Regions from separate parts of the Sus scrofa genome. Here region 2 is linked to region 1. Evidence: chromatin contacts called from public Hi-C data. All regions are on one chromosome and are shown on one strand. The core of a region is the stretch at or near the end of the contact, and the rest is flanking DNA. Distances in the headings are between cores, read along the strand shown. Region 1 holds the start of KDM1A (lysine demethylase 1A). Region 2 holds the start of RPL11 (ribosomal protein L11).

Region 1 (7,589 bases), core at 2,089-4,588:
GTGCCCCTAAAAAGCAAAAAACAAACAAACAAACAAAAAAAACAAGGTTAAGATGGTAAATTTTATGCTATGTGTATATTACTACAATTTAAAAAAATTAATTTTAAATGAGTCAAATTTAAAAGTTTTAAATGAATTTATTATTTCTAGGGAAAATGGATAAGTTGCAAATGATTTTTTGCAAACAGATATAAGTAAATTCCATCTGGAGTTCCCCTTGTGGCTCAGCAGGTTAAGAACCCAACTGGTATCCATGAGGATGTGAGTTCTATCCCTGGCCTCTCTCAGGGGTTAAAAATCTGGCGTTGCCAGAAGCTGCTGCGTAGGCCACAGACACTCCTCAGATCTGGCATTGCTGTGGCTTTGGCATAGGCTGGCAGCTGTATCTCTTATTTGACCGCTAGCCTGGAAACTTCCATATGCCAAGGGTGCAGCCCTAAAAAAAAGAGAGACAAAAATAAATAAATAAATTCTGTCTCATAGAAAATATGTCAGAATTTACTGTTTTATGGCCTTGTAGGACTTTTTTTTCTTTTCTTTTTAGTGCTGCACCTGCGGCATATGGAAGTTCTCAGGCTAGGGGTCAAATCGGAGCTACAGCTGCCAGCCTACAGCCACAACCACAGCAATGCAGGATCCCAATCATGTCTGCAACCTACACCACAGCTCACAGCAACATGGGATCCTTAACTTACTGAGCAAGGCCAGGGATCAAACCTGCATCTTCATGGATCCTAGTCAGGTTCGTTACTGCTGAGCCATGAAGGAACTCCCCATTTTTTTTCTTATTCAACTTTGCAGTCTTAGTCCAGCATTCTGTGTTCCGTTGACCAGTGACTTTATATCAGTTTCTCCTATTTTCCCTTGAACCAGCTTTACCATCCTGCTGATTCCCTCAATAATGAGTAAAATAAATCTTTGACATATGCTCACTATTTTGTATGGGAGTTCTCTCTCTCTCTCTCTTTTTTTAAGGGTCGCATCTGGAAACCTAAAAGTTCCCAGGCTAGGGGTTGAATGGGAGGGGCAGCTGCCAGCCTACACCACAGCTCATGACAACATCAGAGCCTTAACCCACTGAGCCACAATGGGAACTCTAGGAGTTCTCTATGTTCAGATGTAAATTTTAATGACTATGCTATTCTAATATATTTAATTATATAAGGCCACTTGTTGGGCCTTTAGGAACCTGAGATAAACACATGGAAGTTAAATCTTTGTACACATAGTTAAATATTTCCCAAGAAAATTTTCCTCGAAAGTGGAATTGCTGGGTCAAAGGATACACATATTTTTAAAATCTCATTTAAATTGTAACAAATTACTAAATGTGCAAAACTGTTAGCTAGAACTACAGGGTTTAAACAAGCAAGCTTCCATCTCCTGCCTCACCCGCTTCTCACTTTGTACCACTCAGACAACCAATTCCAACTTTTCAGCGGTTTCTTCTGGTGCCTATCTTGTTATATCTAAATAGTATGCTTATACTGTTATTTATGAATTTCTGAATTTTTTTTTTTTTTTGGCTGCTCCCACAGTATATGGAAGTTCATGGGCCAGGAATGGAATCTGAGCCACAGCTGCTGCAACCTACCTCACAGCTGCAGCAAGGCCAGATCCTTAACCCACTGGGCCTTAGCAACCACCCAAGCCAATGCGGAGACCACTCTCATCCTTAAACCACTATACCACAGCAAGAACTCCCAAATTGCTCAATTTTGACACGCTCTATCTTCTTATGATGGTAGATGGGGATTTAGCTCTGATGTTGAACCCCCTCCATTCCCACATTGCCCCCTCTTCTGCAAACCCCTCTCACCCCTGTCTCCACACTCTCTTTTCTCCATTTTCTCAATATAATTCTATCCCTTTGGTTAAAACAATATTCATTCCATCTGTTATTGTAGACCCATCAGTGTAGTTCACAGCTGAGCCATATGTTGTATTGTGATTACACTTTTTGGCATAGCTTCTAGTTTTCTGAACTTGTCTCTTTTTCTGTTTGCTTAGTTTAAAAAATAATAATTCAAGGAGTTCCCACTGTGGTGCAAGGGAATCGGGGCATCTCTGCAGCACCAGGACACAGGTTGGACCCTTGACCCGGCACAGTGGGTTAAAGGATCCAGTGCTGCTGTAGCTGTGGCATAGGTTGAAACAGCTGCTGGGAACTGAGCCCTGATCCCTGGCCCAGGAACTCCATATGCCTAGGGTGGCTAAAATTAAAAAAATAATAATAATAATTCAACTTCATCGAAGTACAGTTGACATAAAATATACCTATTTTATGTGTATAGTTAAAATGAGTTTTGACTAATACACTCACACCCCAATCACGATAGGAAACATTTCAATCACTCTCAGCCTGTTCTCTCCAGCTCTTTTGAAGTCAACCTCCACCCTCATCCCAGGCAACCACTGATTGGAGTCTATCACTAGAGATTAATTTCACCAGTTCTCAAACTTCCATTGTTTGAAAATTACGCTTTGAAGACACAGACTTGTGAAAAAGCAATTACCGCTCCATGTCCCAGTGGGAATAAACTTGAACGCAGTCTGTTCCAAGTCAGTGAAGTATTCCTTGAGGAATTAAAAGAATAAACCACCACCACCATCAGCGACATTAGAAAGAATTAACCTGGAGTGGAAAGATGTCATGTTGTGGGGATGGGGAGCGTAGGAGTGGAAAAGGGTGCGAGTGAGGGAGTGTGAAGGAGGGAGAGGGTCCAGACAAAATGAAGAGCATAAACAAAGCTCTGGAAGCAAGGGCAATCCCTTCTGGACGCATATTGCGTTTCCTATTTTATTTTCCATTTTATTACCACGAAACTCAGTTGCTCTCCAAGATTCCCCCAGTTCAAGTAGGACAATTATGAATAGTAAATAAGATCTACCAGTTACATGTCAGTGTTTTCCCTCACTAAACTGTAAACTATTTGAAAGCCAGAACTTGTCAGTCAGTAAAGCTTAATAAATATTGGTTGAGTTGACAAGTAGGTGAATGAGAATGAATGAATGAATGAATGAATGAATGAGGGAGCACGCAAGTCCCTGGAGGAAATGGTCGCCCTCGGAGGTGCAATCCGGCCCAGAAACCCTAGGGTAGGGACGGTGTTGGGACCGATCCCAAAGGCTAAGGAGACGCTCTAGGAAAGCATCGCGCTGTTTGCCATGGCGCCGCTCTAGCCTGGAGGACGCCGCTCTATGGCAGCGGGGAGGGCGGGGCCGTGGGCGTCTCTGGCCTTATTGTCCCGGCGCGGCGGGAGCGCGCTCCGCGCGTGTGCGTTCACGGCGGCGGTTGGTAGCGCGCAGACTGTGTGAAGTGAGGCAAGGCGGCTTCGGACCCACGGACCGACAGACCGAGCGGCCCCTACGGCCGTCGGCGGCCAGGCGGCCCGAGATGTTGTCTGGGAAGAAAGCAGCAGCCGCCGCAGCGGCGGCGGCGGCGGCGGCAGCGGCCGGGTCGGAGGCCGGTGCCTCGGCAGCGGGCGGCGCGGAGAACGGCTCGGAGGTGACTGCGCCGCCCGCGGGCCTGTCCGGCCCCGCCGAGGCCGGGCCGGGGGCAGCTGGGGAGCGCACTCCCCGCAAGAAGGAGCCCCCGCGAGCCTCTCCCCCCGGGGGCCTGGCCGAGCCGCCGGGGTCCGCCGGGCCTCAAGCCGGGCCTACCGTCGTGCCTGGATCTGCGACCCCCATGGAAACGGGAATCGCAGAGACTCCGGAGGGGCGACGGACCAGCCGGCGCAAGCGGGCGAAGGTGAGGCGCGACCCCTCCCTTGAACCACAAATCCCAGTACCTAGCTTCCTCGAGCTTGTCCAGCCCCATAACCACTCACCCTCGCTTGCCGGGGTCTTGGGCCTTGAGCCCCACGCCCACCTCGACCTCCCCAGTCACGGATCTCCACCCACCCCCCCACTAGTCGGGTGGGTGGGGTGAGAGAGGGGAAGGTCTTTGCCAGCGGTGAATGCGTCTTTGTGCTGGGACCCGGCCGTCCAGGGAGAAAGGGGGATGGCGGGGAGAGCTGTTTTACTCGTTGCATCTCGTACACCTTTTCCTTTTCTTGGTTGGGAAAAAATGGCTCCCTGACGTGGAGTTGTGGTGGGCCTTGTTGAAGACGTATATCACTTGTTCACAGATGTATCTGGAAGCCGCTCGGCAGTATTTTTGTGTTTCAGCTGGGAGCGTGTTGGGGCTGTAGGATGATGCTAAAGAAATTGCCTTAGCCTTGAAGACAGAAAAAAAGGAAGTTTTTTGGTTTTTTTTTTCGAGCCCTTTCTGTATGCTGGAGAGTTTTCCTCTTTTTCTTTTTATCCTGTCAACGTTCTTTTGACGTAGATTTTTACAAAGGAGGAAGCTGATGAAGAGGGCAAATATCAATTAGTCAAGGTGTAGATATACAGGAAGAAAAAGATTTGTCACATGACGATATGTACAGGCGATAGCTTGCCTCACATCTCTGGGTGCCAGGTGCTGTGTTCAGAGCGTCACCAACATTGTATTTTGGCTAAACACCAATTGGCAGGTATTGCTAGCCCCACTTGAGGAATGAGTAAACTGAGGCACACAGTTTAAGCAACTTGCCCAGAGTCACAAAGCTGGGTAAGTGGTGGAACTGGAATGTAAGCCCTACACTTACAATGTGATAAGGTATCATCAGCCTCTGAAACAAAGGACCACATGGGACACCAGCAATAAGCAGAACACTGGGGCAGTACTAGGGCACAAACTTTAGACTTGGGCCTTTTCTGGCGATTTCATGGTACAGTTGGAAAAACTGGAAATGTATGTACATAGAACTTTTAAGTAAGTAAATATTTTAAGTTGTGTAATTTATGTAACACATAAATGTGTATGAGGAGCTTCTTGAGTATTGCCCAGACAGAGCCTTCAGGTTGAACTGCCCCTTTGAGAATACTCTGTGCTCAGTATGAAGGAGAGAAGTCTCTGAGGGGGCTTTTACTAAAACATGAGTTAGAAAGGCACAGAGGTTGGCAACTCCCAACTCTCAGAAATGAAGTAGAAGGCAGAAGCCCAACTGGTTTGTTTTTTGTTTTGTTTTGTTTTTGTCTTTTTTAGGGCCGAAACCACGTCATATGGAGGTTCCCGCGCTAGGGGTTAATCTGAGCCGTAGCTGCTGGCCTGCATCACAGCCACAGCAATACCAGATCTGAGCCAAGTCTGCAACCTACATCACAGCTCACGGCAATGCCAGATCCTTAACCCACTGAGCGAGGCCAGGGATCGAACCTCATGGATACTAGTTTCCACTGAGCCATGGTGGGAATTCCCCAAGTGCTTTTTGTTTGTTTTTCTTTTTATGGCCACACCTGGGGCATATAGAAATTCCAGGGCCAGGGATGAATCTTAGCTGCATCGGGAACCCACGCCACATCCACAGCAATACCTATGCTGCAAGCTTACTGCAAGGCTGGATCCTGAGCAAGGCCAGGGATCAAATCTGCATCCTCAAAGAGACAATGTCAGGTCCTTAACCGGCTGAGCCACAACGAGAACTCCCCTTAGGTGTTTTGGGTTTTTTTGGGTTTTTTTTGCTTTTTAAGGCCACACTGGAGGCATATGGAGGTTCCCAAGCTACGGGTTGAATCTGAGCTGCAGCTGCTGGCCTATACCATGCCACAGCAATGCAGGGTCCGAGCCATGTCTTCGATCTATCCCGTAGCTCTCAGCAATGCCAGATCCCCAACCCACTGTGCAGGGCCAGGGATCGAACCCAAGTTCTCATGGATACTAGTTGGATTCGTTGCTGCTGAGCCACAACGGGAACTCCTTGTAGACTTTTTAATGGTGGCCATTCTGACTGGTATAAGGTGGTACTTCATTGTAGTTTTGATTAGCATTTCTCTAATAATTAGTGATGATGAGCATCTTTTCATGTATCTCTTGGCTGTCTGTACATCTTCTTTGGAGAAATGTCTAAGTCTCCCACTCATTTTTCAACTAGGTTGTTTTTTTATTATTGAATTGTACGAGCTGTTTGTATATTTTAGAAATTAAGCCCTTGTCAGTCACAGAATTTTCTCCCAGTCCTTAGGTTGTCTTTTTGCCTTTTTTATGGTTTTCTTTGCTGTGCAAAAGCTTATAAGTTTGATTAGGTCCCATTTGTTTATTTTTGCTTTTATTTCTATTGCCTTGAGGAACTGACCTAAGAAAACATTGGTATGATATATGTCAGAAAATGTTTTGCCTGTGTTCCCTTCTAGGAGTTTCATGATGTCATGTCTTATAATTAAGTATAAGCCATTTCAAGTTTATTTTTATGTGTGTTGTGACTCTGTGTTTAACTTCATTGATTGACATTTAGCTGTCCAGCTTTCCCAATAGCACTTGCTGAAGAGACTTTCTTTTCCCCATTGTATATTCTTGCCTCCTTTGTTGAAGATTAATTGTCCGTAGATGTGTGGGCAGTGTAGATGGATCTTGCTTCAAGAGTTTAATGGCTTATGAAAGGGATATATCTATATTTCATGGCCTGAGCACTTATTCAGTTTGGGGGACTCTTAAAAAAAAGTATGTTGAAAAATAATAAAACTAGAGAACAATGAAAAAATTATGTATACATAAACGTGTGTATAATTATGTAAACAAGTAAATGTGTATGTAATTATGTAATCAAAACTTGATTCAGGGGAGCTCCCATCGTGGTGTAGTGGCTAACAAATCCGACTAGGAACCATGAGGTTGCGGGTTCGATACCTGGCCTTGCTCAGTGGGTTAAAGATCCGGTGTTGCCATGAGCTGTGGTGTAGGTTGCAGATGCGGCTTGGATCCCGCATTGCTGTGGCTCTGGCATAGGCCGGTGGCTACAGCTCCGATTAGACCCCTAGCCCGGGAATCTCCATATGCCGAGGGAGTGGCCCTAGAAAAGGCAAAAAAAAGAAAATTTGATTCAGAGTATTGGAAGGAGTCCATGCAACTGAAGGTCCCTGATGCTTAAGTTTCATTAGTTTTAGAATAAATTCACCTCTGAGTGTGTATGCTGACATTATGGCAAACTGTTTAAAGTTTGAAATTGTTAAAATGGCTAAGCATTTAGGCAACACCACCTCATAAGGAATGGTGGCCTTGAGCTGGGCCTTGAAAAAGGACAGAATTTTTTGAGGTATTCTGGAAAAGGATGGACTTGTGGAGTTAATTCATACTCCTATGATTCCTTTTCCTCGGAAAAATAAATCCTATCTTGTAAGGTTATTAGGTCTAGATATAATGTAAACAAAATACTTACTGTAGTTGTGTAGCATAAAATAAGTAGGTAACTAGTGATTAAGTACCACCAGTGAAAAAAAGGAAGTGAAAAATGCTTGGAATATAATACAAAGTGGTTTGAGAAGCAGCAGGGAGTCCAGAGTGGATAACAGAATGTTGGGAGCAATGGGCAAATTAATTTAATTGGAAATGAGATTTTTCTAGGAACAAGGTAAGTTGGAGGGATCAGTAGTGTTCAGGTTACAGAGTTGTGTCTGGATTGTAGAGAGCCAAACACTAGATCTGGTGCTGTCCATTATGCTAGCCACTAGCCACTTTATGGTTAGTGAGTACTTACTCTGTGTCTAGTAGACTGAGAAAACTGAATTTT
Region 2 (7,589 bases), core at 2,660-5,159, 620 kb after region 1:
GCCAGCAGCTACAGCTCCAATTCCACCCCTAGTCTGAGAACTTCCATATGCCATGGGTGTGGCTCTAAAATAAGAGAGAGAGAAAAGAAATCTATCATCCATGAGGATGTGCGTTTGATCCCTGGCCTTGCTCAGTGGGTTAAGGATCCAGCGTTGTCACAAGCTGCAGCACAGGTCACAGGTGCAGCTCCACATTGCTGTGGCTGTGGTGTAGGCCAGCAGCTGCAGCTCTGATTCCACCCCAGCCTGGGAACTTCACATGCAAAGGTTGGGCCCTAACAAAGAACCAGAGAGCTTGGGGGGCGGGGGCTGCGGAGGTGGTCTCGGGGAGGAAAAGGTGTAAAGGGGAAAGCCCGGGGCAGCTTATTCATCAGCTCCTGGAACAGGTCTGGACTTTGGTGTTAGACCCCCTGATTTAAATAATATCTATAAATGTTACTAAACCTCTTGTGTCTTGTGTGCCCATCTGTAAAATGGGAAAACGATAATGTTTGCCTCCACAGGGATGTTGAAGGTTAAGTGAGTTGGTACCTACTGGTATCATCTATGAGCCATAATTAGCTATTCCTCACTACCCTGTGTGGGTACCGCTGTCCAGGGACTCGGACGGAGGAGAATTGTGGAGGGAGGGAATGAGAGGAGAGTTCTCAAGGAGAAGCTGTTTAGTATCTTCCTAGGTACGTGTTTCCCTCACGTTATTTTCTCAACTTTGACAATTTCAGAGTTCCAGAGAAGTGGCAAGAAGTCCCATGTATCCTTCATCTTGATTCCCCAAATCTTAAATTTACCATATTTGCTTTATCCTTTTCCCTCTAAATATATATTTTTTTCTGAACCATTTGATAGTAAACTGCAGATATGCTGCCCATTTCCTCCAAATACTGAATGCCTTTCTTTCTCTCTTCCCTCCCTCCCTTCCTTCCTTCTTCTTTTTCTAATGGCTGCCCCTTTGGCATATGGAAGTTCCCAAGGTAGGGGTCAAGTCAGAGCTATAGCTGCAGGCTTGTGCCACAGCCATGGCAACACCAGCTCCAAGCTGCATCTGTGAACTTCTCCACAGCATGTGGAAATACATATCCTTAACCCACTGAGTGAGGCCAGGGATTGAACCCACATCTCCATAAACTCTATGTCACAAACTCCTGCTGAGCCACAACAGGAACTCCAAGGTGTATTTCTTAAACCCAAGGACATTCTCTTATGTAACCAAGCTCACAAAATCAGATCAAGCATTAAATAACTGTACATACATTTCTGAAGTCTACGAATTTTGCCAATGGTCCTAATAATATGGCAAAAGACAATCCGGGATCATGTGCTGCATTCAGCTGTCTTTTTTGGGGGGGGGCACACCCACAGCATATGGAGGTTCCCAGGCTAGGGGTTGAATTGGAGCTGTAGCTGCCAGCCTACACCACAGCCTCAGCAACATGGGATCCGAGTTGAATCTGTGACATACACCACAGCTTACAGCAATGCCAGATCCCCGACCCATTGAGTGAGGCCAGGGATCGAACCCACATCCTCATGGATACTGGCTGGGTTTGTTACTGCTGCGCCCCAATGGGAACTCCCCATCCATTCAGCTATCCTATCCCTGGAGTTCTGGAGCAGTCCTGCCCTTGGCTTCCCCATCCGAGGGGTCCACCTGAGGCCCCCTACTCTGGACTAGCACTGGGTGCTTGATGGAAGAGGCTCAAAGGATGGGCCTCTTCTCTTTGCCTTCCTCCAATAGCCCAGCTTCCCAGAAGTGCCCTTTTTTTCCCCTAAAGATGAAACAGGAAGAACCTCTCTTGCCCTGTGGGGACGAGGAAGGAATTATGGCAGCAGGAGAAAGCCCCTTGGCTCCTTTTCTACCAAAGCCCTGTATGTTCTCCTGTCTCCATTTGTCCTTGTCAGAGGAATTGGCCAACCCAAGCCAGCTTCTGCCTGGGGTGTGGATCCTGGCACCTGCTGGATCCTGCTGTTGAGGATTTAGTGCAACCCAGGGAGGCCTCTTATTGCCTGAGACTGGAGTCCTTGTCTGCTAGAGACCAATCTGCAAGCCATCTGTGTGCCCGCAGGATGACACTCTCTTGATAATATACCATGCCTAATACTTTTTCTGGGGGGAGAGGGGTTGCTTGAATATAGTGGGTTTATGCTAATAAGAGTAACCACTTGTTGTGGGCTTAACTATGTGCTCTACACAATTCATTTTTCACAGCAATCCCCATGTGATATAAGTTCTCAGTTTAAAGCTGAGCTGTTTTGGAAGCTCCCATTGTGGCTCAGTGGGTTAAAAACTGAACATGGTCTCCGTGAGGATGTGGGTTTGATCCCTGGCCTTGCCCAGTGGGTTGAGGATCCTGGGTCACGGAAAGCTGGGGCATAGGTCAGATCTGGTGTTGCTGTGACATGCTGCAGGCGCAACCATAAAAAAGAAAAAAAAAGAGCCAAAATGCAAAGAGGTTATAGCTGTCCTTCAATAAAACAGTAGCCAGAATAAATGTTAAAAAAAAAAAATTTTAAAAGCCGAGGTGTTTTGTGTTTGGCCACACCCAAGCATGCGAAATTTTTTCAGCCAGAAATCGAACCTGCGCCACAACAGTGACAGCACTGGATCCTTAACCACTAGGCCATCAGGGAACTCCCATAAACTGAGGGAAACTATAGATGAGAGAGGTCTAATTAGTAACCCGCCCAAAGTCACATAACTATTAAGCTAGACCAGACAGGACCATATTTACCCCTCTTGGCCAACACTCTGCTCTAATTACTATTTAAATATTTAAATGCCATTTGTTTACATTGTTACAGAATAAAACTTTTACTTTATAATTTGCACAGTTGACTTAGTGTCTTTCTGGCCGTCTCAACACGCAAGAACCACCCGTTTCTGAGGCTATGGGCGGGAACAATCTCAAGAGGGACGGGAAGCTCAAGGAAATATACCTATTCAGGGAACTTTAAAAACCGCTTTTGGAGAGCCCCGATCCCAGTAGCCAGCGTCACCTGCAGTTGCCATCTGTGTCCACGAAGGGGAAGCCGACTCTAGGCCGTTCCAGACGCGCCTCTCTTCCTCTTCATCGTCTCGCTGGTTAGCTTGGGATAAGAGCCCGCCTCCTGGCCCATAAGGCCCCGGGTCGGAAGTCTCACACTCTCTTCCTGTTTCCCATCATGGCGGTGAGTGTGGGATCCCCGGCTTTGCTTTCCTTCATCCGCCTCCATCCAGGGCCAGCGGAGCCTGTAAGGGTTATCTCGCCCGCGGCGCGAGGAGAGCGGATCCCGCAATGCTGGCCGTGCCGAAATTGGCGGACCCACGCGAGGCGAGGGCACGGAGCTGGATCCTGTCACTTTCCTCCCACCCTCCCAGGGGCGGGCTCGGGGCAGCCGCCAGAGGCCCAAAAGCACGGCCTGCGGGCTGCAGCGAGGGCCGGTGAAATGATCGGAGGGGCCTGGGACGCGGGGTCCGGACCTGTTGATGTTCCCGGGACCTTGAAACTTGTTTTTTGCTGGAGAGCCTTACCGGTTTCTCCCTTAGGGCGGACGCCAGGCTTCGGCCGCAGCTACTAGACAGCTTCCGAATCGGGTGCGGGACGCTGCACAGCCATGTGCTCGCTGCTTTCTCCCCCTCGTCGGTCGTGTAATGGGGGCGCCCTTCACCTTAGTTTGACCTTGGGGTGCATCCTTAGTGTAACTTTTACACCATACCTGTCCTGTTGCTTTCACCTGTTCCGTGCCCGGGGGAAGGAGAAACAAAACCCCAAGATGTCTTTCTCCAGTGCCTCCCAGACAAACGTAGTGTTAGTTCTTTAACTTCCAGGGCTTCCTTTGGGGTTTGGGATGCGCAGAAACAACGCTGTGTAACTATTGGGCTGCCAGCTGTGGCGGGTTCCGTGTGTTGACCGCGGCGCTTCCCTGTTGCAGCAGGATCAAGGTGAAAAAGAAAACCCCATGCGGGAACTTCGCATCCGCAAGCTCTGCCTCAACATCTGCGTTGGGGAGAGTGGAGACAGACTGACCCGGGCAGCCAAGGTGCTGGAGCAGCTCACAGGCCAGACTCCTGTGTTTCCAAAGGTGAGTAGTGGCGTCTGGGTATGTCCCGACGTTCCTTACTTAACCTGTTGTCCAGTCTGTTTTGTATTCATTTTGAAGGTGACAGTTGACATCTCTTAAGCGTTGCCTTCTTGAGTTTCCTAAGGAGTATCTTCTTTCACGATAGGGTGGGCTGAAATACAAAGTCTGATTAGCAGTTAGGGTTATGTAGGCTACGTTAAGAATAGGCTGTGTATTTAGATTAACCTGGTTCAAATCCTGGTTCCATGACTTGCTAGTCTGTGATTTACTTTCCTTATTTGTATACCAGGGATGATCATATTTCGTTATAAGGTTGTGGGAGATAGAATGGGTTATATGAAATGCCTGCTACATGCCAAGCACCATGTCGGCATTGTTATTGTTAGACATATATTTGGGTGAGTGTGTGTTTAGAATTTTGTTGCTTTAGGGTAAGGGAATGTAGCAAGTCTTTGAATTCACAGCCTACCTCTTGTTATCAACTGATCTTGTGCAAGTTAACCTCTCACAGCCTCCTGTAAAATGGGGTACAAGTACAGTAAAGTGTTACCGAATGTAAGCTATTCAGTGGCCTAGTCTGATGGTGAACTTGCCTTTCTTGAGACTTTGACATTATGACTTTAACATTTTAATTGCTGAAGTGTGTCTGTGACTTGGAAGTTGGAAGATCTGTTTTCTGTGTTATAAATGAATGATGAACAGATATAGGTGACACTGGTAAGAATACCACGGCTATAGAGTGGGTGGATACCTGATGTCCCTCTGAAGTTGTGGAGGTGGTGTTTTGGGGAAGGGGGGAGTTCAGTGAGAGTGTGCCAAGAGCTGACTCCTTGTTACCCCATCTGCAGCTAGATACACCGTCAGATCCTTTGGCATCAGGAGAAATGAAAAGATTGCCGTCCACTGCACAGTCCGTGGGGCCAAGGCAGAAGAAATACTTGAGAAAGGTCTAAAGGTGAGGCTGACCCCTCATGGGGTAATAGTAGTAAGGAGCGCCAGTAACATACTGACAGTGGCGATAGTTACTGTTTTCAGATCTTTTGAACTTCTAATGGGTCATTCCTTCCCTAGGAAAGTTAGTGAAGTTATGTGGAATCCATAGTAGAGTGTGACTTGGAGTGGGGGAAAAATCTGATTTCGTTCCTGTCCAAATTACATTGGATTGTGTTTCTGGGGTCCTGAGTGTTGCAGGCTAGCGAGTGGTGGAGGGGTGTGAGTTGACAGGGAATGATTGCTCTGTTTTTCTCCACAGGTGCGAGAGTACGAGTTAAGAAAAAATAACTTCTCGGATACTGGAAACTTTGGTTTTGGGATCCAAGAACACATCGATCTGGGGATCAAATATGACCCAAGCATTGGTATCTACGGCCTGGACTTCTACGTGGTATGAATACTTGTTTCCACTCCTGGTCTGTGAGAGTGGGATCTGCTTCTCTTTATTTCATCTGTGCTCTCTCGATATTCACACGTTGCACTGGGGCTTTGAGTGTTGTCTGTCTTCTCTCTGCTGGGAAGATAGGCCTCGGTGGTGACAGGTGTGGGGTTATTAGCACCGACTGAACGAGATGGGCAAGATCTCTACCATTGTGAGGCTTATGGTCTAGCACTGACCATGGCTTAAAGATGGACAAAGGAAACCATTTCATCCAGCCACTGAACTGAAAATTTAGGAGAGAGTATTGGGGTTGTATTTGGCTTGGGGGTTGGCTGCACTGAGGCTGCTCTTTCCCTGCTCTTTCTCCAGACCCAGGGAATGGGGTGGCTTCCATCTAGAGAAGCAAGTTTGGTAATGAGGCTCTTTGCTCAGGATGGGGGGGGTGTGAATGCATAAGTGGCCATTTGTGTTACTGTAATGCTTTGGTCAGGCATCAGAGTAAATCGCAAAACTCGGGAGTCCTGACTAGAGGGAACCCAAGCAACAGCAGCCCCCTCATTAGTAGATTTGAACATCCACACAAACGATAGCGATGTGTAGATGCTCACGGGGGACAGCAAACCTATAAGAAAAGCACTTTGGGGAGTTCCATTGCGGCTCAGTGGTAATGAACCAGACTAGTATCCATGAGGGTGCTGGTTTGATCCCTGTCCCCACTTGGTTGAGGAGCTGGCATTTCCATGAGCTGTGGTATAGGTTGCAGATGTGGCTCGGATCTGGTGTGGCTGTGGTGTAGGCCAGCAGCTGTAGCTCCGATTCGACCCCTAGCCTGGGAACTTCCACATGCTGTAGGTGTGGCCCTTAAAAAAAAGAAAAAGAAGGAACATTGGAGCTGAAGCAGAAGGGGAAAATTAACTATTTCTTTGTGCTTCTGGACATTTTGAAATTTCTACAATGCACATAAGAAAATAAGACTTATTCAAGTGTTACTCTATAAAATGGCATATGGAGGCAGTGGTGAATCCTTAGCTACCATTGGAAGTTAGGTGGGGGTGGCGGGGAGGTGCTGCAAGTCTGGCCTCCAGAGCAAACCTATAGTAAGGTGGTGTGTCCTCCAGGCTGCTGGTCACAGTTCCATCAGACACTGAGGAATGGGTCTCTTGCTCCAGAGTTCATTGGGCCACCGGGTGACTCGGAGAGGAATCTCTTCAATGTGTGAGTCTTGTCTGTCTGCTCTTGACTTTGAGCTGGCTAGGTGACTGTTGGTTATTCCTGGGACAGGTGCTGGGTAGGCCAGGTTTCAGCATCGCAGACAAGAAGCGCAGGACAGGCTGCATTGGGGCCAAACACAGAATCAGCAAAGAGGAGGCCATGCGCTGGTTCCAGCAGAAGGTAAACTTGATCTGTCTCAGGAAGTGGTGGAGTGTGGTGTTGGTGAATGGAGTTGGGATATGGGGGTGAAAAATCTAGCACCCTTTGGTGGGTAGCTTCTTTAAGATAGAACTTTTGGGCACCTGGCAAATGGGCTTCCAGGGTTGGTGGTTTAAACCTTCCAGAACCAAGCTTTCTCTGCAGCCCCATGAATGCAGGTAGCTGGAAGGGGAGGGATATGGTTTTAATAGGAGCCCCCTCTTCTCAGGGTACAGTGCAGGTGAGCACAGTGTAGCAGTTGTTAAAACTGGCCAGCTTCCTGTTTAAGCATATGGGATTGACAGTTGAAGTCCATGTGTGTGATTTGAATTCTCAAACGTTAGCCATTGCTGCGATCTTTACTGTTACCTCCTGTTCTGAAAAAATAAAATCTGTTCTCTTTCAGTATGATGGGATCATCCTTCCTGGCAAATAAATTCCCGTTTCTATTCAAAAGGCTAATAAAAAGTTTTCATTGAAATGTACAATTACTGTGTGTGTTCTGTGAAAGGAGCCTGGCCATATTCAAGTCCTTGGACCTCAAGCCACTAAAGCTTCGATGGGAATAGCTGGTAACAACCCTGTCATGCCCTGTGTGGATGCCAGCATTTCCTGGCAGACCCAAACCTGAGAGCCTGGCCGCACTGCCTGCGCTCACCACACCCTTGTTGACAGGCTGTGGGGCAGTAGTCCCATGGAAACTGACCCTAGAGGGATCGGGGTGGTCTGGGCTGGGGTTTGAATT

Evidence for each region. A called contact is a pair of places that touch in the nucleus more often than the background predicts.
Region 2: a contact with region 1 is called in a Hi-C map of liver, with 7 times the contacts expected there. The contact joins the promoter of RPL11 here to the promoter of KDM1A in region 1. A contact is called at or near these places in 1 of 5 promoter capture datasets (liver), 4 of 47 Hi-C or Micro-C datasets (heart right ventricle, liver, psoas muscle and 1 more) and 1 of 2 datasets of contacts at active chromatin or transcription factors (skeletal muscle).

What each region holds. Positions count from the first base shown.
Region 1 is chr6:80,900,158-80,907,746 of Sscrofa11.1, forward strand. It overlaps KDM1A (lysine demethylase 1A), which reads left to right and starts at 3,339. Exons shown (of 22, transcript NM_001112687.1): 1 at 3,339-3,751. The coding sequence starts at 3,398.
Region 2 is chr6:81,519,601-81,527,189 of Sscrofa11.1, forward strand. RPL11 (ribosomal protein L11) reads left to right here and starts at 3,910. Exons shown (of 6, transcript NM_001001638.1): 1 at 3,910-4,051; 2 at 4,054-4,059; 3 at 4,908-5,014; 4 at 5,312-5,443; 5 at 6,716-6,826; 6 at 7,251-7,325. The coding sequence starts at 3,910. The coding sequence ends at 7,280.